2 separate regions of the Mus musculus genome follow, and region 1 is linked to region 2. A link is a contact called in public HiChIP or PLAC-seq data. All regions are on one chromosome and are shown on one strand. Each heading gives the region's core, a stretch centred on a gene start, on an enhancer-like site or on the middle of the called end of the contact. The rest is flanking DNA. Distances are from core to core; before and after follow the strand shown.

Region 1 (4,806 bases), core at 780-3,279, 220 kb before region 2:
CAGTATCTTCCAAGCATGGGGTGGGAGTACAGAGCCTCATACAGCCACACAGCAACACACATACACACACACAGAAAACAAGAGAAAAGAAAAGAAAAGAAAAGAAAAGAAAAGAAAAGAAAAGAAAAGAAAAGAAAAGAAAAGAAAAAAGGAAGCCAGGCAGTGGTGGTACATGCCTTCACACCTTTAATGCCAGCACTTGAGAGGCAGAGGCAGACAGATCTCTTGAGTTTGAGTTCGAAGCCTGGTCTACAGAATGAGTTCCAGGAGAACCAAGGCTAGGCAGAGAAATCAGGTCTCTGAAAACCAACCAACCACAAACAAATAGTGACTCCTTCCCATGTGTGTGTACAGATACTTGTGTTCCTTTGCTTGATTTCCTTATCATGTAATGTAGTACCAATTAAGAGAATATCAGTGGTTATCTTATTTGAGATACCAAAGCCTGTCCCTCGAGGGACATTTCTTACCTGTTTTGAATTTGTAATGTGTAGGCGGTTGTATGAGGGATGGTTGTTATTAGGCCCAAAGGAGACTACAACTCCCCAGACTCCAATAGAACAGTGACTAGAAAAGAAAGGAAATAATTTAGACAGGAGGGACTTAACTTTCTGTTTTTGTTTCAACTTTCCTTAGATCTTTTCTCTCTATAAAAAACAAACTTGGGCTGGTGAGATGGCTCAGTGGGTAAGAGCACCCGACTGCTCTTCCGAAGGTCCAGAGTTCAAATCCCAGCAACCACATGGTGGCTCACAACCATCCGTAATGAGATCTCCCTCTTCTGGAGTGTCTGAAGACAGCTACAATGTACTTACATATAATAAATAAATAAATCTTTAAAAAAAAAAAAAAAAAAAAAAAACAAACTTCAGCAGGGCATGGTGGCACACACTTTTAATCCCAGCACTCACTCGGCAGAGGCAGGCAGATTTCTGAGTTCAAGGCCGGCCTGGTCTACAGAGTGAGTTCCAGGACAGCCAGGGCTATATAAAGAAACCCTGTCTCGAAAAAACAAAAAAACAAAACCAAAAAAAAAAAAAAAAAAAAAAAAAACCAAACTTCTAGCCAGTGATGGGGGGTGGTCATGTCTATAATCCCCAAGAAGGTTCTAGAGCTCAGAGCCATCTTAAGCTACATAGTGGATTCAAGGACATCCAGGCATGCCATGCAATAAGAACCTTGTAGAAGGCAAGGTGGCATGTACCATGTACCTGTGATTGCAGGGGGAAGCTGAAGAAAGCAGATTGCCTGAAGGTCAGTGTGAAGAGCTTTTGCTGCCAGATTCTAGAAATTTGGCAAGAATTTGACATTGGACTAGGAAAGGTTAGTAGGCACAGATAAGAATATTTGCATTAGAGCTAATACAAAGCTCAAGGTAAACTCAGCTCAAGGTAAACTAATGAAAGTGGGACTTTCCTTTTATCTTGGTTATTCTGATAAGCCCCCAGAAATCTTGACCTCGAGCTTTATTTATTGCCTTGTTTGATCTTTTTATTACCTTTTTGATTACTTTGTCTTTGATTTAAGAACTGACCCTGCCAGGCTTGGTGGCCCACGTCTTTAATCCCAGCACTCGGGAGGCAGAGGCAGGTGGATTTCTGAGTTTGAGGCCAGCCCGGTCTACAAAGTGAGTTCCAGGACAGCCGCCAGGGCTATACAGAGAAACCCTGTCTTGAAAAACCGAAACAAACAAACAAACAAACAAACAAACAAAAACCAAAAAGAACTGACCCTATTCTCTGCAAGTACCTAGAATGGTATAAAAGCTGACTGGAACAAAAATAAACCTGGGTCAGCCACAGTGCTGACTGGAGTCATGTTATAATGTTTCTAATTGTTTCTTTCTTTAATCCTCACTCCCTCCCTTGGGACCCTGTTGACTGACTGAGCTGGCTTGGGTCAGGCGGGTGTGACTAATCCTGTAAAGGTGGTGGGACCTGGGAGGATGGGACTGATAAATGAAGCTGACTAAAGTCTCCTGCAATAGCTGACATTACTCAGAGCAACCAGGACCAATCACACTTGGCAAAAACGTTTTTCCATAGAAGCCTAAGAATAACAGCTAAAGTGAGCTCACTCCTATCTGCTCCACCTGGGAGGAGCCAGCTCCAAGAATGACTCTGTGTTTTGGAGAAACTAAGGTCAGGGGGTTGTTGTTACACAGAGAAACCCTGTGTCCGCTGGGATACAGAGTTGGGAACAGGACTGGACTGGATGGGATCAACAGCAAACAAAACCTGTGGGAGGGAAGAAAGGAGGGGGCTGTGGGGAGTGGCGGGGGAGGGTTGGTGAGATGGCTCAGTGGTTAAGCACACTGACTGCTCTTCTGAAGGTCTTGAGTTCAAATCCCAACAACCACATGGTGGCTCACAACCTTGTGTTATGGGATCTGATGCCCTCTTCTGGTGCATCTGAAGGCAGCAACAGTGTACTTATATATAATAATAAATAAATCTTTGGACTGGAGCGGGCAGGGTTGACAGGAGGGTGCAGAAGTCCTAAATTCAATTCCCAACAACCACATCAACCGCATGAAGGCTCACAACCATCTGTACAACTACAGTGTACCCATATACATAAATAAATCTTAAAAAAAAAAAAAGAAAAAAGAAACAAAACCTGCGGTTGTAAGAGCCCCTGTCTGGCTTTCCTTGGTGTTCTGACAGACTACAGTATTGAATTTGTATCCCAGGACAACCCAGGATACAAAGCAAGATCCTGTCTTAAACAAACAAACAAACAGAAAACCCAAACCACCAAAAACCTAAAACCAAACCAAATCTCAACTTCCTGCTTGGCTCAGGGAAAACTTAGCTCTGTTTTATGGAATGAAATGTTGTCCAGTTCTATCTAGAATCAAACAGCCAACGATGCTCACCTTTGATCCCAGCACTCGGGAGGCAGAGGCAGGTGGATCTCTGTGAGTTTGAGTCCAGCCTGGTCTACAGAGCAAGTTCCACAACAGCCAGGGCTACACAGAGAAACCCTCTGTGTCTCAAAAGATCAAGCCCAGAAAAAAATAAAGAAAAAAGTGATCCAACCTCAAGGACTCTCAGCCGCTGTTGACAGTTTCTCAGCTTTCTCAGATCTGACTAAAGAAGTTTCCAGGTTCTGAGTCAGGCCTTCCGGATCAACTCAGCAACCTCAGAACACAGCACAAGAAAGACTCCAGGGGCTGCAGCTGCCCCCTCCCCCCCCCCCCCCCGCCCCACTGCCTCTCACTCCCACCAGCTCTTTAAGTGTACTCCTTGGGGACAGCCACACGATGTGACCTGCTGTACCAGTCAGCCCTTTATGTCTTGCCAATCAGCCACTTTCTCTCATCTCTTCTCTGTCGGAGGGAATGTCCTCACGCCCCCCCCCCCCCCAGACTTCTCCCTGCATTGCATAATCTGTTGACTGACTTTTCTACACCTTGTGATCACGTGCCTTGGAGCAGTTCGTGGTCATCTGCCCACCATGCTCACCCAACAGGAGCACCGTGTGCACAGCTCCGGTGGAACTCAATTCCCAGGTCCTGCCCGCCCCTCCCCACCAACACACTGAATAAGCACCTGGGAAGGAAAGGACCTCTGACGCTGACCTATCTTGCTTGTTCTGGCTCTTCTACAGCCTCTCTCTAACTGAGGAGTAAACACAACTTAGCCCAAGGCAGCGGACACGGGGCAAGCTTGCCTCCTTTGTAAGAACCCAAGTGCCCAGGCTGTGTGTGCAAACAGTGTCTTTCCTGATCTCAGCTGGCTTGAGTGTGAGGGTCCTGAGGCTTTTCCCCCCACAAAAATCAGAGAAGCAGTAAGGCAGCCATGGGGCTGCTGACTAGCTATTGTCTGTGGCCATATTTGCGGCCATTTTCCTGCTCTTAGTGGACATAATGCAACGGTGCCAGTGCTGGGCTACCTGCTACCTGCTGCTGCTGGACTTCCAGAATATGCCATACAGCTTGTACAAGGTGAGGGGGAATGACAGTGGAGAGGGACAGAGGCATGGCGCTCCTAGTGGCACATGGAGAGAGGACACTGCAGGCCTGATGGAGAGAGGACACTGCAGGCCTGCGGATGCTCAACTTTTCAAAGGCAAAGACATGGGAGCGCAGTGGCCAGGGTGTGGGGTCAAGATGTGACAGCACGTTTGGGCTTAGTTGGATAGAGCAGAAGTCACAGCGGCCCCAAGTCCCTGTGACCCTCAGTGAATGAAGAGTCGCGGTGTGGGGGAGAGATCAGGGTCTAGTGGAGCTTGTCAGCCAAGAGACCAAGTGGAGAGGGGTGCTGTGGACATGTATGGCCTCAGGTCTCACTGCTGAGGAATTTGACACTCCTCTTGTAGGTGGGATGCTATGGGGCCCAGTGGCAGTTTTCTGGCTCTGGTAAGGTCACAGCAGGGTGATCTCTTAGGTGCTATGAGTACTTTGCTGCTAGATGGGACACTCTAGTCACAAAGGGCCAAATCTCTCTCTCTCTCTCTCTCTCTCTCTCTCTCTCTCTCTCTCTCTCTCACACACACACACACACACACACACACACACACACACACACACAGAGGAGACTGTCTGGGAGAAGCCCCTCCGCTTCCATCCTGAACTCTTCCTGGATGCCCAGGGCCACTTTGTGAAGCCTGAGGCCTTCATGCCATTCTCAGCTGTAGCCTCCCTCAGCCTTGAAGCAGGCTGATTCAGACTTTGCTGCCACTGAATATGAGATCACCTGAGGTGTAGCCTTCTGTCTTAGACGGCTATATTGTTATGTCAACTACCGCTGTTCTTCTCCAAGACTCTGCTACCTGTTGAGATACCCATGAGACATTCCAGAG
Region 2 (4,949 bases), core at 2,291-4,790:
GCTGATCCAACCAGTGTGTGACTAGCATTGTCTCGCTCTGTTTCCCTTCTGTGAAGTATGTAGGAGGAGGGTAAGGAAACCAAGAGCCACTTGGGTTTTGTGTTGTTTTCATTGTCTCCCTTCAAATATTTGGAAATTTAGCCCTTTACCAACAGAATGTGGCCGTGCTAGTGACAGGGCTTTGGGAAGGATTGCACCACACACCTGACTTCTGTCCAGTGACCAGCACTCCTAGCAGCTAATCCTAACAGTAACCACAAGCCAAGTTCCAGTCGGTAGGAGAGGCAGGGAGCCACATAGCTAGTAACTTGCTGAGCCTGCATCCCGTCCGCACCTTTGCACCTTTCTGAGCACAAAGGCCACTTCTCGTCTCCTCTGGCACCTCTTTGACACAAATAAGAGGAGATGTTTGCTTTGGTTCTCGGTTTGCAGAGTATAGTCCTTCGTGGCCAAAGGCAGCTTTCAGCCACAGAGAGAATGCGGAGTCAGCCTGGATCTGGAGGTGTGCGGTAGTCCTCAAAGGCCCGCCCCAATAGCTCCCATCTGTCACCTAGGCCCACCTTATAAAGGCAACACAGTCTGCCCAGGTGGGGAGTGCCACCAAGTGCAGACCCCGTGCTAAAACCCCTGAGTCTGTAGGTGACGGTTTACAATCGCTGTTAATGATTGTACTGGAGAGGCAATGAGACTGTCGTCTTGGAGACTGTTGACATGAGTGTCTGTTTCTGCCCGCCCTAGGGAAGCTTCCGGCGGGATCTGCCTGTTCAGATGTGCACATGGCTCTGTGTGCTGTGAACCTGGCCGAGTGTGCGGAGGAGAAAATCCTACCAAGCACACTGATTGAGATCCACCTGACAGCGGCCATGGGGCTCAAGACCCGCTGTGGAGGCAAGCTGGGCTTCTTGGCTGTGAGTACTGTTCAGTTCCTGTATTATTGGCTTACTTTCCCCCGTCCCTGTGGTAAAGTAGCTTTTGGAAAGGGTATGGTCCATCAAGGCAGAGAGGGTGTGGCAGCAGCGACAGGCCATGCCTAATTACACTGCAGTAGCAGTTAGGAATCAGATAAACCAGGAACAGGGGCCAGCCTACACCCCTCATAGTGACCTCTGTATCCCTATATAATTCCCAATTATACCATGGCCAAAAAGTTCCACAGCTCCCCAAATTGGGGACCACCAGCTGGGGACCAAGTATTCAGACACACGAGCCTATGGGTGACATTTTGCAGTCAGGCCATAATGTTTCCCTGAGTGCTTTCCCATCCTGGGCCTAAAAGCAGAATGCACCCTGCCACTTGAAGGATTTGGGGGGGGGGGTCACTTGTTCTTCCACAAAGGCAAAGAGTGATGAAGAAAATGCAGCAAGATGTCCCCCTTGCTGGGCTTTTCAGGCAGAGAGCCTTACGGGGACATTCTGGTGCACTGAAGTAAAAGCCTCAGTTCATAGAAATACACAGCATGTCTGTCTGTCTATCTGTCTCTCCACCCCCCCACCCCCGTGGGATTCATGTGTAACTCATTTTCAGAGTCTTATTACATCTCCTGTCTGTTTATCTACAGACTGTTTTGAGGGAATACCTTGTATTGATTGATCTCGGGACTATAGATCCACAAATAACAAAGAGCAGCGCTCTGCAGAGCTCGCAGGGCAGCTGCGAGGTGGGAAGTTAGGGAGTGCTTCCCTCGTCGCCTGGCACAGGACGGGGCCTGCGCTGGTTGTTCACAGCTGGCTAATTCCCAACCCTCACTATCGCTGGTTCACAACATCTGCTGACCTCGGGCTTTCTCTTACTCCAGCAGAGAGAGCCACATTTCCCTCAGTGCCCCACTTTGCATAGATAACTGAACACACTGGAATATTTTATCTCTGCCTGTCACCACTTGGTAATGGAGGTGATACTCTGAGAACAGACGGAGAACATGTGTGTGGTAACGCTGATCTTTTGCCACAAGTGTATCATGGTAGTCTACGTGACAGGGCGTAAGGAAACTAACTCTCCCCTCCGCTTTTATAAATAAATGAGACATGCATCGGTTGACTTATCCAGCATATTTTATTTTACTCCTGTTCTGGACCAGGCACTCCGGAGCAGATAGTAGAGAAAAATGTGTTAACTGGCAGGACACCCAGGCGGGTTCAGGCTTGCAGAAAGACATGTGGGTAAGCTCAAAGACAGGACCATTGTGTCACCCCAAAGCCCCACTTAGCTTCATTAGGCGCCATCATTGCTGAGATGCAGCTGCCTTACAGAAGAGCTCTCAGCCTGACTTCAGCACACGGGCTGAGGTTCAGGGAGATGGCTCCACTGAGGTGGCTCTAAAAGCTGGTGACTGGGGCACACCTTGTTGAATTTGGGAGGTTGCAGCAGGAAGATCCCTTGTGCCTAGAAGTAAGTCCAAAGCTAATCTGGGCAACATGGCAGACCTTATCACAAAGCAGGAAGGAAAGAAAATCACCCTTGCCTGCAGCTCCCCCCGAAGGCGTTGTGTGCCTCATCTATACTCAGCAGTTTCATATGTAGTTCCCTGGCAGTCCTCCAGCACATAGGACAGATGCCTCATCCACTCCAGGTGGCTGCTTAGACCTTAAACCTTGGTTTTCCCTTCAGTTTTTTAACCTAGCGAGAGATCTTGGGCATCTTGTTTTGCAGAGGTGGCTGGCACTCACGTGAGGCTGTTAGGAGCACTTCCTGTATTTGCTACAAACCACTGCAGAAAGGAAATGTTTTTAATTGTCACCCACCGCTGTGAACACACCCTCATTCTAAGTGTCTAGTGATGGCTCTGCTGGGGCAAAGGGGTAAACACCTGAGACTTTAGCAGGGTTGCCCAGTGTGCACTGCCAGTAAGGTGGCAAACAGTGGCGGGCATCTGTTGTGCCTGCCCCTTTCTGTCCACTCCCTTTTGGAGCAGCTGGGTTAAGAGTTGCAGACAAGGGGCTGGAGAGATGGCTCAGCAGTTACGAACCCTGTCTGCTCTCCCAGAGATCCTGAGTTCAATTCCCAGCACCCACATGGTGACTCACAACCATCTGTAATGGGGCCTGACGCCCTCTTCTGGCCTGTGGATGTATATGCAGCAGAGCACTCATACATTTAAATAAAAATTGAAAAAGAAAAAAAAGAGTTGCAGACAGGCCAGGGAGGCAGGTGGGTCTCTGAATTCAAGGCCAGCCTGATCTATAGAGCGAGCTTCAGGATAGCCAGTACTACACAGAGAAACCTTGGGGGGAGGGGGGCGTGTGGGGGGAAAGGAAAGGAAAAAAAAAAGAGGCAAAGAGCTGGCGTTTTGGTTCTGTTTGTTTAGTTGTTAGTGGTTCCAGTAACCTACGAAGTATTTATGTCTTAATTAGTTTAGTAGCTTGTGGAGCGATCAGACATGCAGTTTGAAAGAGGAGACAATGCTTTTATTTTTTTAGGCCTTTGAGGCAGATTTTTAAGATTTACTTTTGTTTGTGTGTCTGGGTGCTCTGTCGGCATAGATGCTGCACCACATACAAGCCTGTGAGCCTCCTTTTGCATCCTCTGAAAGAGCATCACCCAGTGCTTTTGACTGCTGAGTCATCTCCAGCCCTTGGCCTTAGCTTTTTGGTTTGGTCTGGTTTGGTTTGATCTGGTTTGGTCTGGTTTTCACACAGCATCTCTCTAGCTAGCCTTGATGGTCCTTGAATTCACTACCTACATCAGGCTCACCTCAAACTCACAGAGACCCACCCACCTGCCTCTGCTTCCCAAGTGCTGGGATTAAAGGGGTGGGCCACCACACTCACCTTGCCTCCACCTCTTAAGTGTAGCTGTCATAGACATGTACCACCATGGCTTAGACTCAAACTGGACACAGCACCCCATTCCCTGTTTCACGCTGGTTTCCACATGCTAATTGCTTTTTAGAACAAGACAAAACAGTCAAAAAAAATAGCTTCCTAAAACTTATTAGCTTTACACAAAATACAATGTTATTTAAAGGAAGGTAATGTAGTCTGGCTTTTGCATCTCGAAGCACCTCGGTCTGTTGTGTTTCATCTGTCTACATGATGTCCGGTATCCATGCTTAGAGCAGGAATTGCAGGTACCACTTGGCTCCCGTGAGCGTTCCCTGTGCCACTTAGGGTTCGTGGCACACAGTCGCCAGCTGTAACGGAGGGCTGGAGCCAGTCCAGGCACACTGGGCAGCTCTCGAGAGCTAAGCAGTCCTGGGCAGCTGCCTCGCCTCTCATGCCAGGCAGTTAGCAGATGAGCTACAGGAGAGGCTCCTGTAGCTCAGAGAGGTCTGGTGTCTCCAAAATTTAGAGGGAAAGTATTTTTTTCTTTAAACTGGGAGTATTATAATTGGAGTATAAAGCCAAGAAAATTAAAAGAGCAATAAAAATTATTCTCAGTTTCCTATACAGAAGCCTTTATAGTTGTGCTGCCTGTCTTGGATTTATGTTTCTTATTAGTTCAAACCATTAAGGGGAGACTTCATGTCAGCTAATGCTTCTTAAAGTTTAGACTCCAGGGACTCTTGACACCCTCTTCTGGGCTCTGTGGGTACTGCATTCATGGTGCACAAACACACAGAATGTTTTAATTTAATGTCAGACCAGGCATGGAGGCCATGCTTTTAATCCCAGGATTCAGGAGGCAGGAGCAGTTGGATCTCTGAGTTCAAGGACAGCTAGAGCTACAAAATGAGATGCTGTCTCCAAGGGGTTTTTTGTTGTTGCTCTTGTTGTTGTTGTTCTTAATGTCTAGACCATGATTTCAATGTTTGAAATAAAAGAGCTCAGGTTAAAAATATATTTTAACCTAATAATTTCCTAAATGGCTTCAGTGGGTTCTTGCCATAGGACCTGAAAGGCTTCCTTTGTACCTCTCTGTATCACCCTTGGATCCCTACAGAGGCCAGCACTCCTTATTTTTCCTTGGAACAGTCACCATATTTCCTTGCTAACCAGGCCTATGACCTGGA

What was found. HiChIP or PLAC-seq counts read pairs in DNA pulled down with a chosen protein or histone mark.
Region 1: a contact with region 2 is called in an H3K27ac HiChIP or PLAC-seq map of embryonic stem cells, with 5 read pairs. The contact joins two enhancer-like sites. A contact is called at or near these places in 3 of 115 datasets of contacts at active chromatin or transcription factors (cardiomyocytes, embryonic stem cells and stem cell-derived neural progenitor cells) and 2 of 9 other capture datasets (liver and pancreatic islet).

The regions. Positions count from the first base shown.
Region 1 is chr15:81,963,167-81,967,972 of GRCm38.p6, forward strand. It overlaps the pseudogene Cyp2d67-ps. Among named protein-coding and RNA genes, the nearest start is that of Pmm1, 4.6 kb to the left of the region's middle. Within about 2 kb of position 2,030, at least 38 of the 459 cell types and tissues checked have an H3K27ac peak or open chromatin away from gene starts, as enhancers often do. A contact at or near this core is called in embryonic stem cells, where this site is marked.
Region 2 is chr15:82,184,526-82,189,474 of GRCm38.p6, forward strand. It overlaps Srebf2 (sterol regulatory element binding factor 2), which reads left to right. Exons shown (of 19, transcript NM_033218.1): 11 at 739-908. Among named protein-coding and RNA genes, the nearest start is that of Mir33, 11 kb to the right of the region's middle. Within about 2 kb of position 3,541, at least 43 of the 459 cell types and tissues checked have an H3K27ac peak or open chromatin away from gene starts, as enhancers often do. A contact at or near this core is called in embryonic stem cells, where this site is marked.